Linked DNA regions of Bombyx mori: region 2 is linked to region 1. Evidence: chromatin contacts called from public Hi-C data. All regions are on one chromosome and are shown on one strand. The core of a region is the stretch at or near the end of the contact, and the rest is flanking DNA. Distances in the headings are between cores, read along the strand shown.

Evidence for each region. Hi-C and Micro-C count contacts between places; a contact is called where the count stands out from the background.
Region 2: a Hi-C map of middle silk gland shows a contact between it and region 1, with 1.7 times the contacts expected there. The contact joins the promoter of LOC101745496 here to the enhancer-like site in region 1. A contact is called at or near these places in 2 of 7 Hi-C or Micro-C datasets (middle silk gland and whole pupa).

What each region holds. Positions count from the first base shown.
Region 1 is chr11:14,989,106-14,994,444 of ASM3026992v2, forward strand. No RefSeq gene overlaps it. Among protein-coding and RNA genes, the nearest start is that of TRNAT-UGU, 9.7 kb to the left of the region's middle. Within about 2 kb of position 1,301, at least 1 of the 8 cell types and tissues checked has open chromatin away from gene starts, as enhancers often do.
Region 2 is chr11:15,021,765-15,026,962 of ASM3026992v2, forward strand. LOC101745496 (juvenile hormone esterase) reads right to left here and starts at 1,865. Exons shown (of 3, transcript XM_004932890.4): 1 at 506-1,865. The coding sequence starts at 640.

The DNA.
Region 1 (5,339 bases), core at 51-2,550:
CATTTATTCATTATTTTAATTACCTACGCACTCACTTTAATAATAATTAGAATATAAATCAATGTTGGTCATGCGGGGGAAATTTCATATTCTTGATAAAAAAAAACTTATTTATTTATTTATGTACACACAGAAAAGAAGACATAGTACAGAGTAATAGGAAAATTATGTGCAAAGGCACTGCTTATTTCTTTAAGAAATCTCTTCCAGCAGATCTGCGAGAGGATTATGAGAATAATAATTAAAAGTGATGAGTGTGTGTAAAACAAATAACATATAACTAAAATAACAAATACAAGATGAGAATTATAGTAATAATGCACATACACATAGCAACTTCTTGAATAGCAAAAATTTCCTTCTTCTCAAAAAAAAATTACTGACGATAAAATTAAAAGACGAAAGATACAATTCTGATTTGATTACGAATTACAAAATCTACATTTACATATAAATGGTGTTCTAATGACACGTCAGCATCGCTAAAGAGATCGTCGCTTTAATGAGGTGTCGCAACATCGATATATGGAACACTTTTAAACGAAGCTGAACACACGCAAGCTCCGCCCTTCGCATCGGTTTGATCTGATTGACGTCGTATATATGCAACCAATTTATAATTTTTTCTTAGGGATTTTCATTTATTTAGAAAAGAACCAGCCACGATTTGAACCTTTTTAGTTGAACTGCATTCCGAATCGGTGGTGACATAAAGTCAACACGACTTAGAGTTAGAAGATAAAGAAGACATATCGTGTTGTGTTTTTTTTAGTAAGCTTTAAACGCGAATGAACAAATAGAATCAACTACATACCTATATAAAAATCGAGTGTGGCAAATACACTTAGAGCAATTGTTTTTGTCTTTGCAACTGTGTTATTATATGGACAACGTTTACATTTATACATATTCTTATTTATACATATTGCAGTAAATAGTTTAAATTATCTTGCTCTGTTTTAAAAAATCTAAGCTAGACATTAAAGTCATCAACCTTCCTAATAGGACAGGTTGCAGTATTCAAATTTAAAAAACGAACATTCAATCGATAATGCGTAGATTTTAAAAGCTTTTTATTTTTAATTGGAAAAAAGTATATCAAATGCGTAAAGACTTTTCGATAAAAATACAATCACGTCAAAAGAGCATTAAAAAAACCCATCAACTGACGGTAGGTATATAAAATGTAAAACTCAAATAATTTAAGTGCTCATAAAAGCTAATCCGATCAATATAACTAAACTATTTACAAATAAGCGTAACTTAGTAGCTAAATACCAAATTATTGTACATTTATTTATCTCGACGCGGTATCTCGGACAACCATTAAGCTCTATTAAGCACAATAAGCGCTTTAGTGGGACCGGCCCAGTCAGTTAATGTTTTGAATAATGATGTGACTTGGTTTCCACATAGGCCTTAATTAAAGCCTTCGAAGTCTGCAGACACGAGTATTTCTGAACCTTTGCATATGCAGTTAGCTGACGTAAAGGATAAGAATTCAAATGAAGCTGTCACTCCATATCAATCGATAACTTCATTGGGACAGTCAGTGTTCAATAGAACATAGTGGAGGCGGATTAATATTTATTACCATCAGCCATACTGGTGGTATTATTATAGAGAATGTTTAAGTAATGTTCTTATTACTGTTAAATATTTGGTTGGTTGTATTTTATGTGCAAATGTAATATGACGTCTGATAATTCACAGCGTTTTCTATGGTGGTAATGTTTTGTGATATTGATATTTTGTACCATCGTGCTGTCTACTCTCTTTCAGTCGCAAAGCAATCGTGATTTGAATCTTATGAAGACAGAATGAATATTCCATAATTAGTGAAAATTATCTTAGATAAGTAAACAACCTCAGAGTCTGGTGTGGAGCGGCTATCGAGACCCATAGACGTTACAACCTGAAACCTCAAAGTTTTTTTTATTTTATTGCTTAGATGGGTGGACGAGCTTACAGCCCACCTGGTGTTAAGTGGTCACTGGAGCCCATAGACATCTACAACGTAAATGCGCCACCCACCTTGAGATATAAGTTCTAAGGTCTCAGTATTGTTACAACGGCTACCCTACTCTTCAAACCTAAACGCATTGCTGCTTCACGGTAGAAATAGGCGGGGTGGTGGTACCTACCCGTGCAGACTCACAAGAGGTCCTACCACCAGTAAAGTTCGCAGTTTTCTCTTCGCAGTTTCTATATCGCACACACCCTCCCTCTAATAACTGGAAGCCTAATCGTCATATCTGAAACTTAGTTGATGATCTTCTCTACAATGGATAACTTTGATGAATCCTCTGATGTCTTGTAGCTTGTATCTTGTACCATATTTGGTCTTTTAGCTCCCGATATGCACCGTAGCTTTTTCACCGTTTTCGTGTTTTAATAATTCTTCTGAAAAGCGTTTTCAATATCACAGCTCCAACTCTAGTCTCCGTCCTTGAACTGTTTTATGTTTTTCGTAAAAGCTCTCCTATTGTTGTTATCAATTTTAATCAGAGTACATTGATAGATAATATCTACGTCTGTGTCAGCGCCCCTAATTCACTTTTATGTATAATTTACTAATACTACATTGTATACTGGAAGTAAAGTAAAACCGGATCGACCACCAGGCCTACACCGAATAACATACTTGTACGAATATTTGTATACTTTTAGCTTTCGGTACAAGCTTTCGCTTATTTGGTGAGTCCGCTAATGCGAACGCAGCTGACATCCCCGTGTCACTGAGTTCGTTGACCCCACGTTTCAGTTTTTGTGAAAATTGTGTTACATTGCGCTATGAGGTAATATAAACAAATATAAACTTTCGAACCTGTATTTTATTGTTAAATCTGTATTCAAAACTTTGTGTCTTCTTCATTTTAGGGTACTGTTCCAATACTCTCTGTTTAAGCACATAATCAAAATACCTACTTTTTCATTAGACAATTTAACAATTTAATGTTTCCCGAGCGCTATGACATGTCCTTCTTCAAACGAGGCTTGTGGAGAGTATTAAACGGTAGGCAGCGGCTTGGCTCTGCCCCTGGCATTGCTGACGTTCATAAGCGACGGTAACCACTCACCATCAGGTGGGCCGTATTCTCGTCTGCCTGAAGGGGAAACAAGAATAAAAAATAAAAAAAATTGTGCTGTCGCGAAATGAACACATTACACCCAAAACCATATAATACTAAAGGAATGAAAGAACGCAAAAAGCTTTCTTTCTTGTCGACAAATAAAGACCTTCTTCAAACGAAGTGGCACTTTTGTGATAAAATTATTCAGTTTCTTATTTAATGGGATGTTGGAACGTGAATGCGCTCATAGCACATTATCTGCAGTGCATGCACGTTTACGACAGAAGTGACATCAATCAATTAAATAAAGAACACTTATTGTTTGTCATAACAAACAATATCCGTTCGCTGCTCGTATTTATTACGTGAGATAAATTTAAGGAGTTGTTTTTATTTGTAATACGGCTAATCCAAGTCTTTATTTATTTATTTTTATTGCCACCTAATGGTGAGTGGTTACCGTCGCCCATGGACCTCAACAATTCCAGGGGCAGAGCCAAGCCGCTGTTTACCGTGAATGAAAGTTGAAGTTAAAATACGCGATCAAATTGTTACAAAAATTCTACTGGAAAGAGACCTGGTTTCGTGTTTGAATTTAGCAAACCCACGTCTTTTTTTTTTTTTTTTTTTATTGCTTAGATGGGTGGACGAGCTCACAGCCCACCTGGTGTTAAGTGGTTACTGGAGCTCATAGACATCTATAACCTAAATGCACCATATATTACAACGGCTGCCCCACCCTTCAAACCGAAACGCATTACTGCTTCACGGCAGAAATAGGCAGGGCGGTGGTACCTACCCGTACGGACTTACAAGAGGTCCTACCACCAGTAAAGTCTGTTGGAACGAATTTGGAATTAAGTTCCTACCATGGTGTTTCCTGAGCTATGACATGTCCTTCTTTATTTGAAGTTAGGAGAGTCTTCGCAGGGGCTTACATATACCTATGATATTACTAACTCTTATAAGTGACCACTCACCGTATGTCAGACCGTATGGCTCTACCTACAAATGCAAAAAGAATATCACGTGATCTCAATGATAAAATATTCTTTGAAATGGAAACAACACCTGTTTAAACTTCGACTCAACTGGATAGGTACAAGACGCGCGAGTTGCTTACAGAACATGAACAAACAAATACAGAAAGACGCTATATTATACTTTAAAAGACAGTAAAACGCCATATTTACTACAGCTTCTTTTGGAACGAAGTTCCTTATGGGACGATGCGCAGGGGCACCCTAACCGGGAAAAACGTCCGTAACGTAAGATTTTTATTAGTAATGCACACAGTGTACGACTTAACTTTGTAATAACGTAAAAAAAAAAACATATTTTTTTATCATTCATTGACCACGATCTCAAAACGATCGGTTGCGCAATACACTAACTCTTATGCAAGCAACCGTGAATAAGGTGTACCACAATAAGTACGCACATTACCGAATGACCGTGGGTTGTTGCGAAACCTCCAGTTTTATTTTCTTTATACCTCGAATAGAACTTAAAATTAATATTTTTATAATAAGGAACGTTGTTCCTATCCGGTGTCCCACGACACCACACATCTTTTTTTGTCTTTAAAGCGAATCATAAAAATCAGAAGAAGTTTCATAAACCTTAGCAATTCCTGGTTTTTTTTTTGTCCTACCTACGCTGATAGCCTTGAGAGGCTATTTTAGCTTCACCCTAACGTGTGTAGGTGAGCTCACGGGGCCCAAACCGGAGTGTTGCTAACACTGACCCTAGCAAGAGTAGTGCTTCGCAGAATCTACCACCGGATCGGAAACGCGACCCACTGAGAAAATCCGGCGAGAAATTCAGTGGGCTGCCGGTTCGACGAGGACGGTGACCGGTGCTTGTGGTGCCTAAAAGCACCGTTAATGGATCGGGAGGATCCGTAATGACGTGCTTTGGGCGACGTCGACTGTTTACCATTCGGTCTACAGGTTCCCTCCCCTTTTCTCACATATCGTCATTCACACACTCCATCCATGTCTTCTTCGGTCGACCTCTTTCCCCTTTACCTTGCACTACCATTTCCATACATCTCCTAGTCACATGCATCTCCTCACTACGCATCACATGTCCATACCACGCTAACCGCCGCGCCCGCTCTTTAATTTATTGGAAAGAAGTTCCTTATCGCGCGTTGTGAAAGGGGGCTAGACGGAAAAAATTCTTACGAAAAGTTGTCACGACACTTTTTAGATCCGTCATTCTGACCAATCAACGTGTAGGCGCTTATCGCGTGACATTGCT
Region 2 (5,198 bases), core at 615-3,114, 33 kb after region 1:
CTTTGATTATATACACTATTATATAATCAAAGGGCCAAGGTTAGCAACGCAAGTGTATTGAAGCAGTTTTTTTATTTAGCACAGTCATAGTTCAACCATTTTATCTAAAGTATTAACAAATTATATAGGCCAAGGTATGCCTATCCAAGGTATCCAAGGTACCTTCTTCGTTTATCGCTTCTATTAGTGAAAATCTCGGTCAAAATCGGTTACATGGTCTGGTCCTACGAATAAACAAGGTCTGGTCAAAGTGAGCGGAAAAACAGATATAAACAGACTGTGTCTTTGTTTTATACTACTTGTAGAATAATTTAGTTCATAAAGTTAAGCTTAGAATTAATCACACTGCAACATATCATTATTGTAATTTTAATAATCGTATACTAGTTTTTGATAAATATTTTATCGTAGATAACACATATGCGTTGAAATGAAAAAAACTATATATATTTTTAAGTCGCTTATTGAAATACGCACGTGGTATCCAAAATAAAATTTAACTTACAGCAAACCTTAATTCGCCGACCGGCGGTTTCGCATAAGGAATTCCTTTGAAACTATAATATTGGACGTCCTTAACAGTTGTTGCCACATTTCCTTTCAATTTACCTTCATTAACGTGTACAATTGGTTCAGACATTATAAATATTTACAATATCGTTTACTAACACAACCACAACACTTTGTCTAATGAACAGACTGATTTATTTATTATTATTAAGTATTTTGCTATGAAGAAACGAATCTTGTGTTAAGTCACATTCACATAACCTATATAAAATGGTCGATTTACTTTTCCCTTGGGTTCAAACTTGTTTATTAAATAATTTTTTGAAATAGTTCACTACAGTACTCCTAGATGGCGCTTAAATATAAACTTTGTGACTGAAGGCTATTTTCTAACATTATATTTATTATAATTTTATAATAGTTTGGAAAGCGACTTAACCTAATATGTATGGTTGTATGTATGTATGGCTCTAATAAAGAATATAAAAATATAAACAATAAAAATAAAATAATAGTTTGGAAATATAAAGTTACTTTGCTGTGTCCACGGTTTGAAATTAAACATTCTGTTTTTGTTTTTTACAAATTATATCTTGATGAAAATTATCTTTACTAACGTCTGCTTTATCTATGATAGGTAGGTAATAATTAGATTTCTTTGTTAACGCTGCCATCATATTTCAGCCATATCCAATAAATTTAAAATCACTGCAAATGACCGACCATAATTCAGTCAGTCCGACCGACCGACCAAAAAAATTAGTATTCTGCAGTTCTTCTCTATATTCTCTATAAGTGAGGGAAATTTCATACTCCTCCGTCCGCGCTATTTTCGTAAAAAGGGGTACAAAGTTTTTACTTCATTTATTAATAGATAAACATTTCCAATGACCTACGCTACGAAGCTACGAATCACTTCAATTATCACAAGAGACATTTACAAACAATAGTAATCAAGAAAAACTAAGTAGCCTCAGTAGATTCCTAGTAAACTAAACTCGTTGCTTTATTTGTTCTATGTACAATGACTTAACATTATTACATAAAGCGACCGCACAGCCTCCGTCCGGAGAACACCTGTGTTGAACGAGTCAGAGCTTTATCGTCTCGTCCTATGTTTATTGTTAACTCAGGGACGGCGACTCAGACTCAACCAAACGATGTAGGTAGACTCCGAGACTAACGACCTCTAAAATCGACAGTGCTGCCACAAACATCACAGTATTATATTTATTTAGTAATCTGTGGGTATTACGTTTTAAAAATTAAAAACTGTTCTAACCTTCCCGCTCAATTAAGTGTATTATCTATGTTCCCGCTTTAATTCCCGTCAAAACTTCCAATTTTGATACGAAATTGTAGCAATTTTTCCCCTACCTATTCGCTGATTGGAATGATTCGCTATTACGGCTTCTCGCGGACGGAACGAAATTTTAAATAATATGTCTTTTTACTAATGAATTTGCCGTTTTACAATACTAAACGCCAATTTCTTAGGTAAAGGCCTAATATAGATACGTGCCTATGATTTTGTACTGCATTGTTTGATGATCGAGCTCACGGTCTAAGATATCTGGTGTTGAGAGGTTACCAGTGTGCTTAGTGAGAGTTTTTTAACGTTCTCGATAGCGTAAAAGTTAAGTCAAATTTGTATGCGTTTGAAACAGCGACCCTAACAGCAAACGTAGGCATACGTTCCAACTCCATACTAAATTTGAGATAACTTTAACGCTATCGAGAACGTTAAAAAACTCGCACTAAGCACACAAAACCAACCCGTAGACGATTAAAATATGAAGCCGCCATCGAACTTCAGACTTAATTGTATAAATGGTTTCTCACTCTCCTAAGCAGAAAGTACGGTAACCTCGCGGCAGACATGGACATCAGAATACGCACCAACAGCAACAATGTAAAACCCAGTTTAAGGATTGCGGAAGATGGTGTTGTCAAATTTAATCGATACCTCCATAACAGAGACGAACACAAAATAATATGATATGTTAGTGAGTATGATGTCTATTTTTAATTGATAAAATCGGAACAATTAAACACAATTCTATTCAATTCTATTTGTCGATTGATTTTCAATTAGCGTGATCAATAAAATAGTAAATTTTAATTTATAAAAATTAAAAAGACGATACACCAAATGCCATTTTTTTCTCTCCATGTCAACCGATTTTTTTCGTTGGCATCTATTGAAGAGATTTAGTGTTATCGTTAAAAATTTATGGAAACACCTAGTCAGTTTTTTTTATACCGAAAAATAATAATAATTTCTTTACAATTGTCTTCTCTAGTTGACAAGCTGTTTTTTTTTAAGTCTTGAAAAAAAAAGGAGTAAAAGTATGAATGTGACGTCATAATATTTTATATTTCGTATAGCAAGACCTACATGCTACTTCTATAAGTTGAAACTTTAAAAAATGAATGGAACACGCTCTTGTTTCGGCAACACAATCACAACAGTTTAACGGGCTCGAATCCTGAAGACCGCGAGATAGCGGATGTACACCTGTGTTAATCGTGACGTCGTGAGAACCAACCTCGATCCTTAAAACAAACTTGAAATCAGATCAAACCGAAACAAAATGAACCTTATCGCATTGACAAAGGATTGTTAGTAAAAATGAATGGGCTTTCATTAAAATGGTAAGTCACATGTAAGGCTTTATAGTTCAACGCTGTTTGTTGTGTTATTTTGTATGCTTTGAACATCCGCGTATGGCTATTACCGCAATTTTTAGTGTAGTATGACTAGACTTTAAGGGACAGGATAAAATGATTGTACAGACACTTATGAAATATATTCATGTGAATGTGACACGTCTGCGACATTTTAAAGCAGCTGTTATATAAAAATTTGGAACGAAAAATAATGTTAGTACGTAGCATTACTTACTACATGTAGCGTGTGCTGTGAGCCCACATGAGTAAGTACCATCATCCTGTCTATATAGGCCGCGAAACTAAGACTAATATCGTGTCTCAACATTCATAGACTCCATTAACAAAAAATAATAGTTTAAAAAAACTAACAACGCTTTTATAGAAAACCCAACTAAAAAAGAGAAGGCGTGCTTTTCAGGATATTATCAAAATAACCCTTCTACTCATATCTGTTCAAAAAATATTTATAACTACTGATACCATACACCCCACGCTTTTTTACAATAAAATCATTTTTTCTTACACTATTTTTAATTAAAATTTATTTTCTATTTTTTAGTTGGATTTTCTATAAAAGCGTATTTTGTTAGTGTTTTCAGAGTATTATTTATTTTTCATTTTTTAGTTTAATTTCCATTTTTTAAATGTTTTTTTCAATATATTTTTTTAGTATTGAATTGTCATCGGTCCTTAATAAGTATACCAAATTTCGAGTTAATCCGACGTTTTGAAGGGGTCAAGATCATGTTCAAAGATTCCGTTACAACCACTTAATAACAGGTGGGCTGTGAGCTCGTCCCCCCACCAACGGAATAAAAAAAATTAAAAAAAAGGTGGACCGCACGCTTTTCACACAGGAATTAATAAAACACTGCGGATTGTATTCTCTGTGTACTGACTGACACTTGCGTATTCAGTGATTGTGTGGTTATACTTTAATTGAAACACGAATTATACTTACGATTCGCGCAGAAAAGTCCAATTGTAAATCATGGTTAACGTACATACATTCATTCGCACACGTGAGTATTTTGCGTAATAAGGGTAGAGCTAACCATGTGAACGGCGAAGCGATCACGATCTCTTACGATTTTCCAGACAGCGAACATAAAAAGTTTTCAAAGTTTTGATTTCAAAGAGTTTGGTTTTGTCTGTCGAACATTCATTGTGTGTACATTAATGTATGTGTAATAGATATATCTTTAAACTAGGAACGAAGAATAGAAAAAATCTTGATACTGTCTTAATTTTTGGTTTGAGCTTTTATACTGGTGGTAGGACCTCTTGTGAGTCCGCATGAGTAGGTACCATAATTTCTGCCTAATAATTGAATAAGTACATACCAACCATATTTCAATAATTTTCAGACCGTTGAAAGCTAAAAGCGATAACTCGACGGATCCACTAAACCATAGAGAGCCTTAGAATTGAACGACTTGAAACAAATGAGTGTCATTGTTGATTACGTATTTGAAAACTGTCAGAATCCATGTGGATGACCGCGGTGGCGATGTTCCAGAGCTTTCATGTGGCCGCTGGGTTATGGATCGGGAGACCGGCCATTAATCGCAATAAACTTGCTACTCCTTTTGTGTAACGTCACTGACAAGAGTTAAAACACGAGCGTGCTGTTGCTTCAAGAGTAGTTACTATAACAGAAATCCCGATAATAGCTACAGTTAGTAGCTTCAATTGAGACATTTAAGAATGTCAATTAGGCTCCTCTGTAGTCGAGAATTTGGTAGATAGATAAATTCCCAGTTATAACGGAACGTAATTTCCGAACGTGCGATACCGCCCCCGCCGCCGCCTTACCGCCCGCTGAAACAGAGCTCTCTGAGCGCGAAAACACACGCCCTCAGCGCGCGCGACGACGACCAGTAAAATATTGCGAGTCTTAGATTAATTGTACGATTCTCAACTCATTTTGTATTTGTGTTAGTCATTGTGTCGCTTTTTATATTAAAACCTCATACCAAATCAGTGTAAACATTATTTCTATATCATCTTCGCCA